Linked DNA regions of Triticum aestivum: region 1 is linked to region 2. Evidence: chromatin contacts called from public Hi-C data. All regions are on one chromosome and are shown on one strand. The core of a region is the stretch at or near the end of the contact, and the rest is flanking DNA. Distances in the headings are between cores, read along the strand shown. Region 1 has its middle 32 kb from the start of LOC123186643. Region 2 has its middle 17 kb from the start of LOC123191117.

Region 1 (7,035 bases), core at 3,135-5,634, 180 kb before region 2:
ATGCTAATTTGAATACTTATTTATTTTATGATTTGGTTTTGCTTATTGAATGCTCATGTCAATATGAGTCCTATAAGATATTTTGAAATGTATATCCTGTGTTTCTCAAATAGGATATGCGCTTGCCCAAGTGGCCGGTCATGTTTGCAGGTTACACCTCCGAGTGGCCTATGTTTTGCCAGAGTGTTGATTCATTTCTGTTCCGGCAAATTTCAGGCGCTCGATATGTCCTATTTTAGCAAAGGTCATGCCGGATTTTTCCGTGAATTTTGGCATGACTTGTGCCAGAATATGTAGGAAATATCGATTGCCTCGGATTTGTGTGTTGAGTACCCTGGTAGTTGCCTTCGATTGATTTTCAATTAATGTTTCAACTATGAACATAGGAAATGTCTGATGACGATTTTTTTCTCGGTATTTGCGAATACTGCGAAAACAAGCGGGGTCTGTGCGACAGGATCTTCCTAGATGATGATAGGCGCTTCATCATCAAGCTGGACAAGAACTTCGAAGTGGATACAGTAAGTCACAACAACAAGTATTTTTTCGTAATTAAGCATGGCATCTGCTTCATTTACTTCAACTTATAATTTTTTACTATTCTACTAGCGTATCCCCTGCCATTTAAGAGTTTTTGTCTTGGATAAGATAGGTTTCAGTCCTATGAAAACTACTATGGAGGTGAAGAGTTTACTTGAAGACCAAGCATGGTTATACTTTCCACGCAAAATTATACAACACAGACACCTACACCTATTTTGAATACAAAACTTGGCAATCACTATGCAAGGCTTATGCATTTGAGCCTGATATGGTTATCACCTTTGATATTCGCCCCGAAGATGATATTGAAGGTAATATCGATATCTGGGTCGATGTGTAGACGCCTCCAGTTATACCATTATGTGAGTTTCTCAACCATATTTATGTCTTCGATATTGTTTATTCAAAAATAGTTGACAACTAATTTCTATTGACAGCTTATTTCCATTCAAGCAAACATGTACGACGCTTGGTAGACATGACCGTCCACTGTCCCGGGGCTGAACTAAACTGCGAGGAGATAGGTCATTATGTTTCATGGCTTGAGGATCTTCATACTGTCAAGACAAATTATTTTCCTGGACTTAAAAATCTTAGTACTCAAAACGTGCGACCAATAGTGTTCGTACTGAAATATGGTAACATCTATATAGGAAAGATGGTAAGATTTTTACTATTTGTCCTCAATGCATCTTTTGCATACATTATTTTTTAAGCTAAACTTCATTGCTAAGTATGTTACTATACAATGTTCTTCAACAGGGACTCCAGATGAATGTTGTGCCTTATTGGATCGAGACTAAAGGTCCCATGAGAATTGTTAGCTTATGGCCAAGACATCCTACAATGCACTTTAGTGCATTCAGGATTTCTAAAAGCGAGGAATGCTTAATAGTGAAAGACTGGAGCAAAATTGTGAACGATCACAGAGAAGTACTAGGGGCAGCAATCAGAAGCGCAGCCCACGATTAGGAGACAGGTTCATCTACATGCTCCAACTTGATGAAGCAGGAGTGCTATACATGTTTTATATTATTTTACTTGAGAGAGAGCAGCATGAGTGATTAGCTAGGTAGAAATGAGTTATGATGATTAAATAGCTAGTGTTGGTGGTAATGACTATGATGATTATTATTAGCTAGTGTTGGTGGTGATTAGATAGCTACCACAGCTAGTGTTGGTGGTGATTAGCTAGCTAGAATGAGTTTGAAGATGATGATGTGTGCTATACTATGGCTATGATGATTAAATAGCTACTGTTGGTGGTAATGACTATAATGATGATTAAATAGCTTGTGTTGGCAGATTAGATTCAAGTGGAGGCAACATGTGGTGCACATCAAAAGTACTGCTAGTCCAAACTAGATCAAGTTTGAATTAGTAGTATACTTTTGACATGCACCACATGTTCCCTCCACTTGAACCTAATCTAACTTCATTTGACACACTGTTATGGACATATTGATATGACAACCTCATAATTGGTATTGTACCAAAATTTGTATAACGACGTATAAATACACTAAAAATTAAAAAAAATGAGAGAAAAATACTAGTAGCGATGGAGAGTAAACACGCTACTACTAGCTATATTAGCAGTAGCGCTGAATTGAACAAACGCTGCTGCTATAGGTCTTAGCAGCAGCGCATGTAGCACGCGCTCCTGCTAAGGAATAGCTGTAGTGCTTTATCAGTAGCGCGTCCTCCTGCACTACTGATAAGCAAAATACCCACGCTACTGTTAGGGTTTTCCCTAATAGTGTTGATTGCTGCAGGCCATGGATCTGAACCCAAACTTGCACCCCAGCCGTGTCCACGTTCGCTGGCTCGATGTGCCCGCCATGGCTGCACCGCCAAGCTCGCGTGCTTCCTTGGTTTGGGCCGGACACTACCGCCATGGCCGCAACCTTGAGTATGTGCCGCTAGCCATGGTCATGTCCCCCGCTGCCTACCATAGTTGTGACCTCAATTTGTTGCTTGGTTTTTCTCCCTGATGTAGAGATGCTCGTTTATCTCCCCTTTTCTTCTCTTTTTTCGCTCGAGGAAGGCGCCTCTTCTGCAGGAATCACATGTCTTGTGCAAGCAATAGATTTTCTGCATGATGGCATTCGAGCTTGGCCTGTGGGGCAGCAGGGCTGGGGCTACGCATTGTGGATGCCCTAACTACCTTAGATCGGGTCCATGCCTGCAACTTTTCGCAGCTTTTGACAGCTCCATTCATCCTACATCTCATGTTTTTTTCTTTTGACTTTCAAATTTGAATTGATTATATCCTTTAAACCAAAATTATAATTTATTTTTCGTTTGCACATTCGTGTTTCTTGTGATGAATGCTTTCAAATAAGTTCAATTTTGAATACATTTTGATGAGTTTTTAAAACTATGTTAAGTTTCAAATACGGAAACTTGGTACAAGCGAATAGCAAAGTTGCAAGTTTCAGAAACTTAAACTTAAAACTTGGTGCACCCTCATGCGAAATCCAACAATTTTGCAGATCGCAAAAAAAAAAAAAACAGGCGGTTGGGGCGATTTTCAACTACTAAAACTTGATAGGAACGATGATAAGTTTAGCAAGTTTCAAAAACTAAAACTTAAACCCTAAGCCCTAAAGTCATGAGCCCAAATCCTAGAACCCTAAAATCTTAAATCATATGAAACTTGGTAAACTTAATGTTATTATTATCAAGTTTCGATATTATGAACTTAGAATTTTTTTAGAAGTTGCCAAAATGTAATCAGGATTGGTCTTGTTTGAAAATTCTCGTCACGACGAACACAAATATGCAAACAAAACTTAATTTAGACTTTTGGTTCAAAAGATATACTACCTCTGTTCCAAATTATAAGATGTTTTGGATATTTTAATATGGACTACATACAAACCAAAATGAGTGAAGAAACACTCCAAAAAGCGTCTACATATATCTGATTCAAAAAAAAAGTTCGAACATTTTATAATTTGAAACCAAGGGAGTAGTAGATTGAAATTAAAATATGAAATATAAAAGTCATGGGAAGTGGGATGGATAGCGCATGCATGTGTGGCAAAAGCTACCAAAGGATGCATGGATAGACCCCAGCCTACAGTAAGCAAATCCCTAAGACTATTACGACTAAAAAGCAATCGGACGGCTGGACACCACTGGGCCGGTGCGTGCCCGCGGAACTGCATGCCAATGAGAGTTTCCGCTAAATTGAGGCGCTTGTCAAATATTCTCTCCATTCACTATTATAGATGTTTTAACTTTTTTCTGATTCAGATGTATGTAGATAGGTTGCAGTGTATTTATTCACTTATTTCAGTTCATATGTAGTATATATTGAAATCTCTAAAACTGTGAACACTGAACAGAGGGAGTAGCAAACACGGTGAACCTACATATATATGTAAGCTAACATCCCCAGCATAACCATGTTACTCCCTCTGAACCAAAACAAGTGTCCTAGCTTTAGTTTAGTTCTAGTTCAAATTTTTTGGACTAAAGCCACGAGTTTTTGAATAGGAGGGAGTATTATTTTTCTTTTTTGCGGCGATAACCCTGTTATTAATAAGAGCCCGTCTATAAAGCAGTAAGCAGAGCAACTGCATCACTGTCTAAAAGTGCAATGTGTCCAATTGAGTTAAGATATTCTGCTAGATACACTTTGACCGGTCACATGCACTGAGATACTCCAATTGGCTAGTATCCCGGTTAATTTATTAACCCACATGCACGTCCCTTTCGGCTTCCACGATACATTAGCACCACGGCACCAGCGTCGATCGGCAGTGCACATCGGCCAGCTAGAGCATATCATGCATGCATGGTCTGCAGCGGCAGCTAGCTGGCGGCGCCACTTGGCCATACCCACTCACGCCGTCGCGCTACGAATAGGCCTCGACGGTGCGATACGTCCCAGTGCCCTACATGCGTTAATGGCCCGCCCGTCAGTGAACGAAACTCGATTGGCCATCTTATTATCGGCAAATCCCATTAGTTAAGTAGTTAACGACCGTCTGTCCTCTTCAATTGAATGCAGGAAAGAGATGGACCGTTGGATGAAAGAACAATTGAGAGTAACACGCGCGAGCTTAACTAATACGTAGTACAGCATGTACGCATGGGCCATGCATGGATGATGAACGCTGGCAGGAGCTTAGCATTGAAGAGACAGTGAGATTGTGTGCTTGGCCATGCCATATCTCGGGACCAGCCGCCGGCCAGTGGGACGGGATGGAGTGGTGGTTGTGTGGATATGTACGTAGTCGCGCGTGCATGTGTGTGGATAAGGCCGGCCGGCCGGCCTGAAGAAGATGCTGAACGTACGTACAGTGACCGCCATTGATTGGCCAGCGGCGCGAGGCGATCCAACTTGACGTACGACAGCTACGTCCCTAATTGCCAGTACCCATCCAATCCAATCGGACCCAACCAACCACTCACCGGCGCCGCCCCCCACACGCCCGAACTCGTTTTTTTTTTGTTTTTAGAATTACGCCCGCACGCATCGATGCAATTCATAGCAGAGTACAAAAACCCCAGCTACGCAATATGAGAAATTTCAAAACCTTTAGTGAAAAATTGTGAACAATTTGAAATGCCAATGTTTTTGAAAACAACAACGAAATACAAAACATTTTTTAATTTGAACTATTTTTGGAATTCTGAATATTTCATAAAATTTCATTTACAAGAAAAACAAGGACAACTTTTGAAAACATGAAAAAATCCCGAATAGTTTTCATAAAATATGAACAAAATTTAAAAAGGTCACACATTTTTTGAAAAACACAAATAATTTCTGAAAATCATCAAAAAGCTGAAATTTTGGACATTTTTTAGAAACATGAAAATTTGGGGAAAATTATTTTTTAATGGAAACATTTTTTAAGGGTCCCGATATTCACCACACTGGGCATCTTAGACATGCGCCCACAAGCCCTGTGTGTCATAATCGGGAGGCAACGCACACGGGTTATGTGTAGGCGAATATGAGAATTGCCCACATGTGTGGGCGCAACTACTTCGTGCCACACGCCCAACAACTACTACTCATCTTCACCCCATGCGTGTGGCACGAAGCAAATCTGCCTACACATCCTGGCACACATACGTTAGTTACCCGCGGGAAGACACTTTACTTACCCCTGGGATGGCAACTTTAGTTATTGGGATGGCAAATTAGTTGTAAAAGCATGACGACTCTCTCTGTTTTGGTTAACTATAGTTATCCACAGGTTGACACTTTAGTTACTCGGGGATAGTTGCCATTTGTGGTCCAACCATAGTTGCCATGTATCGTTAATCACAGTTGTCATGTGTGTTTATCTGGTTGCCACGTACGCGCAACTGTAGTTGCCATCTAGCAACGAATCATAGTTGCCATGAGTTTTTACCTAGTTGCTACGACGCGCAATTGCAGTTGTCATCTAACAATGTACGAGCGTCGTGTGGGCGAAAAGCAGTTCGCCCACACACGCTACGTCCCTAATTGCCAGTACCCATCCAATCCAATCCAGTCGATCGGAGCCAACCAACCTACCACTCACCGGCGCCACCCTCCACACGTCCGAATTTGTCTTCTTCTTTTTTGAGAATTACGCTCGCACTCGTCGATGCAATTCATACAGTGGAAAGGCCCAGCTATCCTACATGATTTTTTTTTGAATTTTAGTGAAAATTTTAGAACTATTTTTAATGCCAATGTTTTTTAAAACGACAAAAATACTTTTATTAAAATGTGAACTATTTTTATAATTCCGACCATTTCATAAAATTGCATTTTGTAAAACAGGGACAACTTTTGAAAACATGAAAGAAAAATCCCGAATAGTTTTCATAAACTACTAATAAAACTAAAAAGTTCGAACGTAATCATCAAAAAAACATAAAATATTCACTTTTTAGAAAAAATGTAGGGAAAAAATATTTTTAATGGAAATATTTGTTTAAACTCCGAAAAAAATCAGAAAAAGTGGACATTTTTTGATAAGGGGAACCTTATTTGAAAATCCAAAAAAGAAAATTCGAACATTTTTACAAATTTGGGAACTTGTTTTGAGAAACACGAATAATTTTTTAAATGGTGGACATTTTTATTAAGTCAAGTTTTTCTCGAAAATTCTTATAAAAAGGAATGCAGAAAAGAAGTACAAAATGCAAATAATAAAATAAAACTAAAAATCAGGAAAAACTGTTAAAAACGGTTGGGAACCTTCTAGAAGGTTTTCAAAACCGGTTAAAATAGTGCACTATGCTACGCTAAAATTGTTCCAGCCCAGCATAGAGCCATCTGAGTGTTCGTGCATTCTACAGTCTGCCGCACATATCGACAGATAGGATTTTCCGCGGTATGTGCCGCCTGCAGCAAATCCTTCCTATGCAAGGATCACCTACAATGAGTCGATGCTGGGCCGGCCTAGTAACAGCGTGTCATCATCATGGTAATGCCACGATAATGGTGTATAAGAAATATGGGGAGCTCCTAGTGGGCGCCTTATGCGCCGGCTA
Region 2 (7,529 bases), core at 1,839-4,338:
TTTTTTCCGGTTACCTGATAAATAGAGGCTCCCTTGTTGAAAATTCCCTTCTACTCCCAAGCTCATTTGAACTTAAGGTGAACAGTAATTTCAAAAAAAAATCAACAAATTATGAAAAAAATGGTGCAAACTTTGACAGATGTTCTCGGTACTTGGGAATTTTCATCCCGAAATAACATTTGTGGAAGTCATGGCAGAAACAGAAACAAGAACAACACTCTAAAATGCTTTCAAAAATAGCATTTTTGGAGTGTCTATTTTGCTTTTTTTTTTACCATGACTTCCACCAATGTTATTTGAAGATGAAAATTTACAAGCACTGAGAATATTTGTCAAAGTTTGCATAAAAAATCAGAGTTTTTTAATTGTTTTTACAATTTTCAGCATATAAGCTCCGGATTAGATACCCCGCGTCCCTCCCTTGTTACGTATTTGATTGTATCCGTGCAAGAACAAAGGAAAAGTAGAGAGGGGGTGCCAATCGGTTACAAAATACTGGAGTGACGGGGCAAGGGCAGTGGGGTCATTTCATGGGTGGGCACGCAAGCGTGCACGCAGCAACTGTTGCGCATGCACAGGGTGGGGTGGTCCAGATCGATAGGGGGGAGGGAGCAGGGAGTGAGTGAGGGTCGTCGTCATTGTCCCTCACCGGCCCATCCACGCGATGCGATGGGATTCCCCACCGCCACCGCTACCGCTGCCGGAGAAGACAAGAAGAAGCAACGTACGCGCATACTACGTGTAGACATATCGCTCAACCGTCTTTCTTCCTTCACCAGTCTCCACCGCAGGCAAGCAAATATCTCCCGCTGCGGCAGAGGCAACAAGAATGAGAACATCTTGATGTCAAACGCGCATCATCGCCGGGCAGAGGCATCCCTCAAGGAACACTGGAATTGTCCTGCCCAACTGATTACAACACCTCGAATATTCTCCTTTATGCGTGTGAAAAAACGTGGTCCGGTCAATTTGGCCCTCCTTGTTAGGTAAAAAGAAAACTCCAAATTACACGGCGCCGGCCGGGGCCGGGCATCGTCGTGAAAAGGTGAATGGCCGGACATATGGATGTGGTCCATCGGTTCCCCGGCCTGTTTACTGGCAAGTAGCGCGCCAACCAAAATTCACCGAGACGATGCTTTGCTTTTTGAAATTCCATTTACCAAACAACGTCAATCTGGGGTATTTTATTCTTCCGGCGAATAATGTCAAGCGTGTTTTTCTTTTATTATTACTTCGGAGGAAAGGCTAGCTTTTCAAGGTCAAGCTCAAGCATTTTATGACATCAACCGAGGAATGTGAGTGTGGAACACACACGCATGACGGAAAGTAAAAACAACTCCATGAACTCAACTAGCGATTGAGTAAAATGCAGTGGTGGGTACACGTCTCGCCCATCCGCTAGAGCATCTATGCCAAGTAGGGGAATAGTGACTGGGGTGGCTATAATTTTTTTGCCTTCAAGATAATGATTGAAGCACCGCTTCATATCCAAGGTGAAAACTCCTTTTTCTAGCCTTTTTTTGGTTTGTCTTAGTAGTGACGCAATTGCGTTGTTGCCTTCTTAAAGGCGTTATCTCGTTGTTTTGTACAACCCTTAAGTGGTTGATTTTGACAACCAAGATGAAAATCCTTGTCCTAACAATCTCTGGACGGACGTGAAGACGACAATGCGAGGACATGCACTCCGTATTGAAGGCGCTGCAGCGAAAGACGTCGATTCAGTTGTAGGTGTTTTATTCACATTTTCCGTTAGTGGTTATGTGGTACTTTGTTTGATAATTAATAAAAATAGTTGTGTGCATCATAATTATGTAAAGGTCAAGGGTTTCAACCTTCTTTTTTCTTTAAAAACCCCACAATTTATTAAAATGTTGACAGCACTCTCTCCCTGGCCCTAAAAAAAGACGTGGATGTTGTTTCCGGCATACCAAGAAAAACCAAGAGCACCAATCATGTAAGTGTTCACACTCCAAACCCTTTGTAATTGGTTTAGATGACCATGTGGATTACTTTTGGTCAAAAGTGATTTTCAGGAACATGCCAATTCATGTTCAAGGATAGAGACATAATCTTCCAGAATCTCTCAGAATAGTGACTTACAGATCAAAACAAAGAAAAGTCGATTCTTTGAACGGTCGGATTACCAACAATATATTATAACTCAGTATGGGTCAAAAGCACCAAGCATGCACATCGAGAGAATTGTTGTCCTCGAGTCGAAACTTTCTCAAGAACCAAAACCTTTTTTTTCTTAATTTTCCCAAAATTTAAGCTAGATAGATCCCCCCCCCCCTCCTTTTTGCTCATCTGTTTTCTACACATATTGATTTATAATACTAAAATACATATACCGTAGAATGATTGTTGTACAATCAGCGGGTCCAAAAAAGTGAAGATAAGTTTAGCACCTTGTTATTGTAGTTGAAGAGAGTATGTTCTAGCGAGACAAAATTACGACCGCATGTGCATGTTAACGCACCAGATACTCTCCATAGTTTTAAATAATAGGCTATGTCAAATAGTGGCACCGTGTTCAAACAACGTGGTTATAGCTAGACAGGCCATAGCCTGCTATGTATTTTGTAACTTTACATGATAATTATACACAAATACTCCCTCTGTCCCATAATGTGTTGAAAAACATCTTACATTATGAGACGGAGGGAGTACCATTTAGCAGCATGCACCCTGCTCAAATCGCTATGTCGTGGCTATAGCGGGGCAAAGCACAAACATTAGATGCCACGCAACACCAGCTCCTCCGACAGACGAAGCTTCAAGCGACCGGTTGTCACCGCATCAAAGCATCAATTCCAGCACCCCCTAGTCGAAGTGCAATGATGCGTTGCTGTGCCAATATACTGCTGCTGTTCCAGCCGGTTTGAAAACGAACCGAAATGATGCGCAATCCCCATGATGCCACGCCACGCAACCGACCGCTGAAGCCGATCGGGCCGAATCGCGGCGGGCCCGGCGGTGGCGTACGTGCGTACTCGACTGACGCGCTGTTCCGGCGAAGACAAGCCTCATGTGAGCGGCAGGGTCCAGCAGAGGAGGGGAGAAAAGCCTGCCGTGGCCCACGGCGGCGGGCAGACAGCGCCGGGCCCGCGCGCGGCGTCCTCTTGCCCCCCTCGTTGTGGCTCGCCTGGGCCTCCCACTTCGGGCCCATCTGCCCTTTCAAGTCTGCCCCCGCCATTATGCTGTTCCCCCGGCCCCTCCCTGCTCTCGTCCTCTTTTCCTGCCCTGGTGTTCAATTGTGCCCCTGACTTGCTGACCTGACCTTTCATCTTATGTTGGTAAAGTTTCTACTCGTGAGTAAACTAGATCAATGGATATTTGGTAAAGATTCTACTGTACTAGTTTCTGACTACATCGCCGTCACAAAAAATGATTGACTTATTACAGTTTTAGTTTCTGCACCTAGAAAGTCAATGAAATATATAAGAAACAAACCCAGGTTCTCATATCATTATCTACTAACACTATTATATATTTATTTTGGTCCTACTTTCGCAGAACGACGTAATGTGGACGGTGGATATACATAGACAGCGCCCCAGTGGTTCTTATGTTGCGACATGATAATGCTGGCTAGAGTTTAGGTTGGCTATCCTTTTCTGTCGACTGTCTCTCTGCTCCTTCAGTCCCACGATGACTTGGGAAATCAGCCTGTTGTAATTTGAAGGAGCACTTCATGCCATTTAATCAATTAATTTCGTTGAGACCCACGCGAGTCTGAAAAAAGAACTCCAAATTTGCCAAGAGCATAATCATGTGTGTATCACTTTACAGCAAAGGGACACCCAAGTAAATTCTAGACTAGTTTGTTAGATATTTCCCGGGTACATCATAGCAGTCTAGCTATGTGCTCTGGCTTTTCCAAAAGATCAAACCGACTCTCACCACATCTGCGTAGATGTGAACCTGACTTGGAAAATGCTGTCGGGTTAGAAGTTGAGGCCCCAAAATGTAGACAACTAATGCGATTCAGACAGATCACCAACCTTGAGGAAAGGAGGAAGACATGATCGATTGAGTCAAGTCCAACATTTCTAGAACCCCCTTTGAGAAACACTTCCTCCTTTCCGGCGACGCTTCGATCCGAGATGTTGTTTCCATCGAATCCACCGGGCTGCTTCACAAAGACGAGGCAAGCTTTCTAGACATGTTTCCTATCTTTCTTTCCAATGATTTGGACTGAGAAGAAAGGAGCGAGCTTATGGCTCAAGGAAGTCGCCAATTGCGTTGGACAGACAGCAAAATAGTGGCGACATGATTCCGCCTTTAGAAATGCTCCACTTCCTGGCCAATTACGCGTGTGGTCAGGGGAAAATGCAAAGTTCTGAGGAGCCACCACGTAGAAACACTTTGTGTGTGCAGCCACTTTGAGCGCACTTGCTCCGAAACAGATCCCCATAGGGGTGATGAGCAGATGCAGCAGTTGGTCAGGTGGTAGTGGATTGATCTTTGCTGCCTGTGTGTGAAAAGCCAACTTTCATTCAACAGTTCCTCTAAAGTGATGGCAAAGGTGAAACAAGTTGATGATGGAAAGAGCTGTAGCATTTCAAAAGTGGGAAAAGGTTGAATTAAATCCTTATACACAACCTTATAATAGAAATAAGGGACATACTTGATAGTTATTATTTCAAACGGATTATTTTGTATATGGGCAAAACTACCTGATTGGACAACAAGGACAGGCACCGACCGCGCGAACAGCAAATGCAGGAGCATCATTTCTTCTTCAGAGAGGACAGCATTTCGCTGTGGGGTGGTTTGGCACCCACAATTACTGCAAAACCAGGACGGTCACAGGGAAAACGCTTGGAGTGTTCCCACTAAGGGCTTGGGCGATGCGAGGTCGCTGTTCGACTGGCCTGGCTCCGAGAATGCATGAAAGAAGCCGAGACAGACATCCGTGGCGGGATTTGGACGCGGTTTAACTGTCGGGCACTCGATCAATAGAGGGGAAAGAAGCAGAGCAATTTTTGATTTGTTTCCTGCATTTTCTTGGAGTTGGTTATGGACACCGAGCAGTGCATGTAGTGTAGACTGTGTAGTGTATGTTGCATCTCCTAGGCTCCTAGCTAGCTTAGCCAGGGTAGAAAGAAACTGTGAAGAGCTAATAAGTCCAGGTAGCTTTTAGCTAGGCGTTCAGGGAGGCGCGCACTTGGGTTATGAGACTGTTGGAGCTGACTTTACGAGCACAGGATAGATACGAAAGGCGAATGAAAAGGATGCAACAAAAGCCGACCTTCTTCAGCCCTTCACATGGTTCAGTGGCGTACGTAGTAAGCAGTGCGTCATGCACGTCATGGGCACTGAAAGTCTGAAACATAATCCAAGCGTACCAGCAGCCTAGCAGACCATCGATCGGTGCGTGCAAGTCCAACGACGTGGAGCATTCAGGAACCGATCCAGAGATGCGGTGGTCGATGATGGGCCGATCTGGCCGTACGAAGCACCGCCAGACCGCCAGACGTCCAAAGTCCAAACCAAAGGCGTATGGTTCCGGTCGAGATCATCATGCGGCTCCCTCCCCCGGATGCCGGGCAGCCGGTCGAGATCATCATGTGACGCCACTCGAGAGGCAGTGCATCGACTGGATTTCATTATCTGTTTAGCATGTTGGAGGAGGAGCAGCGTACCGCTCTTGCATGGAATGGGGATCGAGTGGCGAGTGGCGACACGATTGCGGAACGGAGTTCAGTCACCGTGGCGACGTGCAGGATGACGGACATGGCGGAAGCGTAGTGCGACCGCAGCTACGACGGACAGGGCGGTCGATCTGTTGACTATTGGCACAACATCGCCGGTCTGCGTCGTTTCGTCGAACATCCTGTGCGCGTGCGCGGCAAGCTGGACCGTGGCAGATCACCGCGAAAGGCCATGGCGGAGCAAGCATTGTGGACGCGCGGTGGTGCACGGAAACGCGACCAATGAGAGCTTGTAACTGATTGTAGGCGCAGTAGATGAGATGAGATGAGCTGAGCTGAGCCGGGTTCGCGGGAGTCTGCGAGCGGGCGCCGGGGTTGCGCCGGAGTAGGACCGGAGGAGGGATATGAATCCAACTTCCAAGTGGACTGAGTGGGCTTCGCGTTTGTGGGCCTATGGGTTTCCCATGGAAAATTTGCACACGTGTGGCTGGGTCCTCCTCCTCCATGGGACGTATTCGGCCACATTCGGCTCCCGAATTCTTTTCTGTTATATACAGTATCATTTTCCCGGTAAAACATGCAAACAGTACGTCAGCCTCATGTGGCCTTGCAACCAAGCCCCTTTCGAGTGATTTAAATTACGATTTTTTTTACGAAAAGCATCACTAGATGCCTCCAGAAATTACATAATACAGTTTGGACTCTCAAATGATTGCAGGACGGCCAAAGACTTTTGCAAATTTTCCCAAAAACAGAACACTATGTTTTTTTTCAGTTGAAAATTTGAGCAATCAATTGAAGTAGCTTTTTTTTGTGGGTAAAACACATCTATTAGTTAACCAGAACATTATGTTTCATAATAATGATAAAACTTTATATTTTAAACTGTCCAAAAAATTAAAAAATCTCCATGGTTTCACAAAAAAAATCACGCTTTAAAAATATTATTGAATTAAATTTACGTATATTGAAAAAATATCAATATGTTTGAAAATACCTTTCCAAAATGTTCATATGTTTGGAAAAAAGATGAACTGACAAGAAGGAAAAAAATATGTTTGTTCAATTTTTTTTAAAATGATGTATTTCCAAAAAAATAAAAGAAACAAAAAGAAAAGGAGACACAAAAAAAGAAACAAAAGGACAGGACATTCCCCACGGCTTGCTTCTTTCTCAGATAATCTGTCTCATGTCGCGACTTTAAATTCGGGTGTTAGCGGTGTTGGGCCTCGATAAGCAATATATGTGCTTTAATTTTTTCCGTATAAATTCTTTGATAGTTTGAGAATTTGTGTGAACCAAATGAGCATTAAGACTCTTGGGATATCTTAGTCTAGACAGTAAAAGTGAGAAAATAAGTCAACAAGAGTAGTATCTAAGATATGCACTTCTCCAACCCAAGTTCCGTTCCAAAATATAAGGTATATTTGTTTTCTAAAAGTCAAACTTCTTAAGTGTTGAGCAAATTTACAACGAATATATCAATATCTGTAAAATTAAATCAGTATTACTAGATTCATCATGAAAAGTCTTTTCATTATTTATTCATTTAGTATTGTAGATGTTTGTATTTTTGGCTGTAAACTTGGTCAAAGTTACAAAAGTTTGACTTTTCAAAAAACTAGTACACCTTATATTTTGAAAAGGATGGAATATTGATGATAGTTATGTCATCGACTCATATGATGTTACAAGAACAAGGACTACAATCATGCTAGGCCATCCATGCAATTCAAAAGAGAAAAGTTGTTACATAGTTACTACTACAAATATGTGTCTCGCTAGGAGACTACAAACAACTCATGGAAGAAGAATACACATCTTTTTGGAAAAGGAAGAAGACTAATTTATATCTACTAATGGCGTTCAGTA

The links. A called contact is a pair of places that touch in the nucleus more often than the background predicts.
Region 1: a contact with region 2 is called in a Hi-C map of an unstated tissue, with 5 times the contacts expected there. The contact joins two enhancer-like sites. A contact is called at or near these places in 2 of 5 Hi-C or Micro-C datasets (leaf and an unstated tissue).

What each region holds. Positions count from the first base shown.
Region 1 is chr2A:772,305,735-772,312,769 of IWGSC CS RefSeq v2.1, reverse strand. No RefSeq gene overlaps it. Among protein-coding and RNA genes, the nearest start is that of LOC123186643, 32 kb to the left of the region's middle. Within about 2 kb of position 4,384, at least 4 of the 8 cell types and tissues checked have an H3K27ac peak or open chromatin away from gene starts, as enhancers often do. A contact at or near this core is called in leaf, where this site is marked.
Region 2 is chr2A:772,119,765-772,127,293 of IWGSC CS RefSeq v2.1, reverse strand. No RefSeq gene overlaps it. Among protein-coding and RNA genes, the nearest start is that of LOC123191117, 17 kb to the right of the region's middle. Within about 2 kb of position 3,088, at least 7 of the 8 cell types and tissues checked have an H3K27ac peak or open chromatin away from gene starts, as enhancers often do. A contact at or near this core is called in leaf, where this site is marked.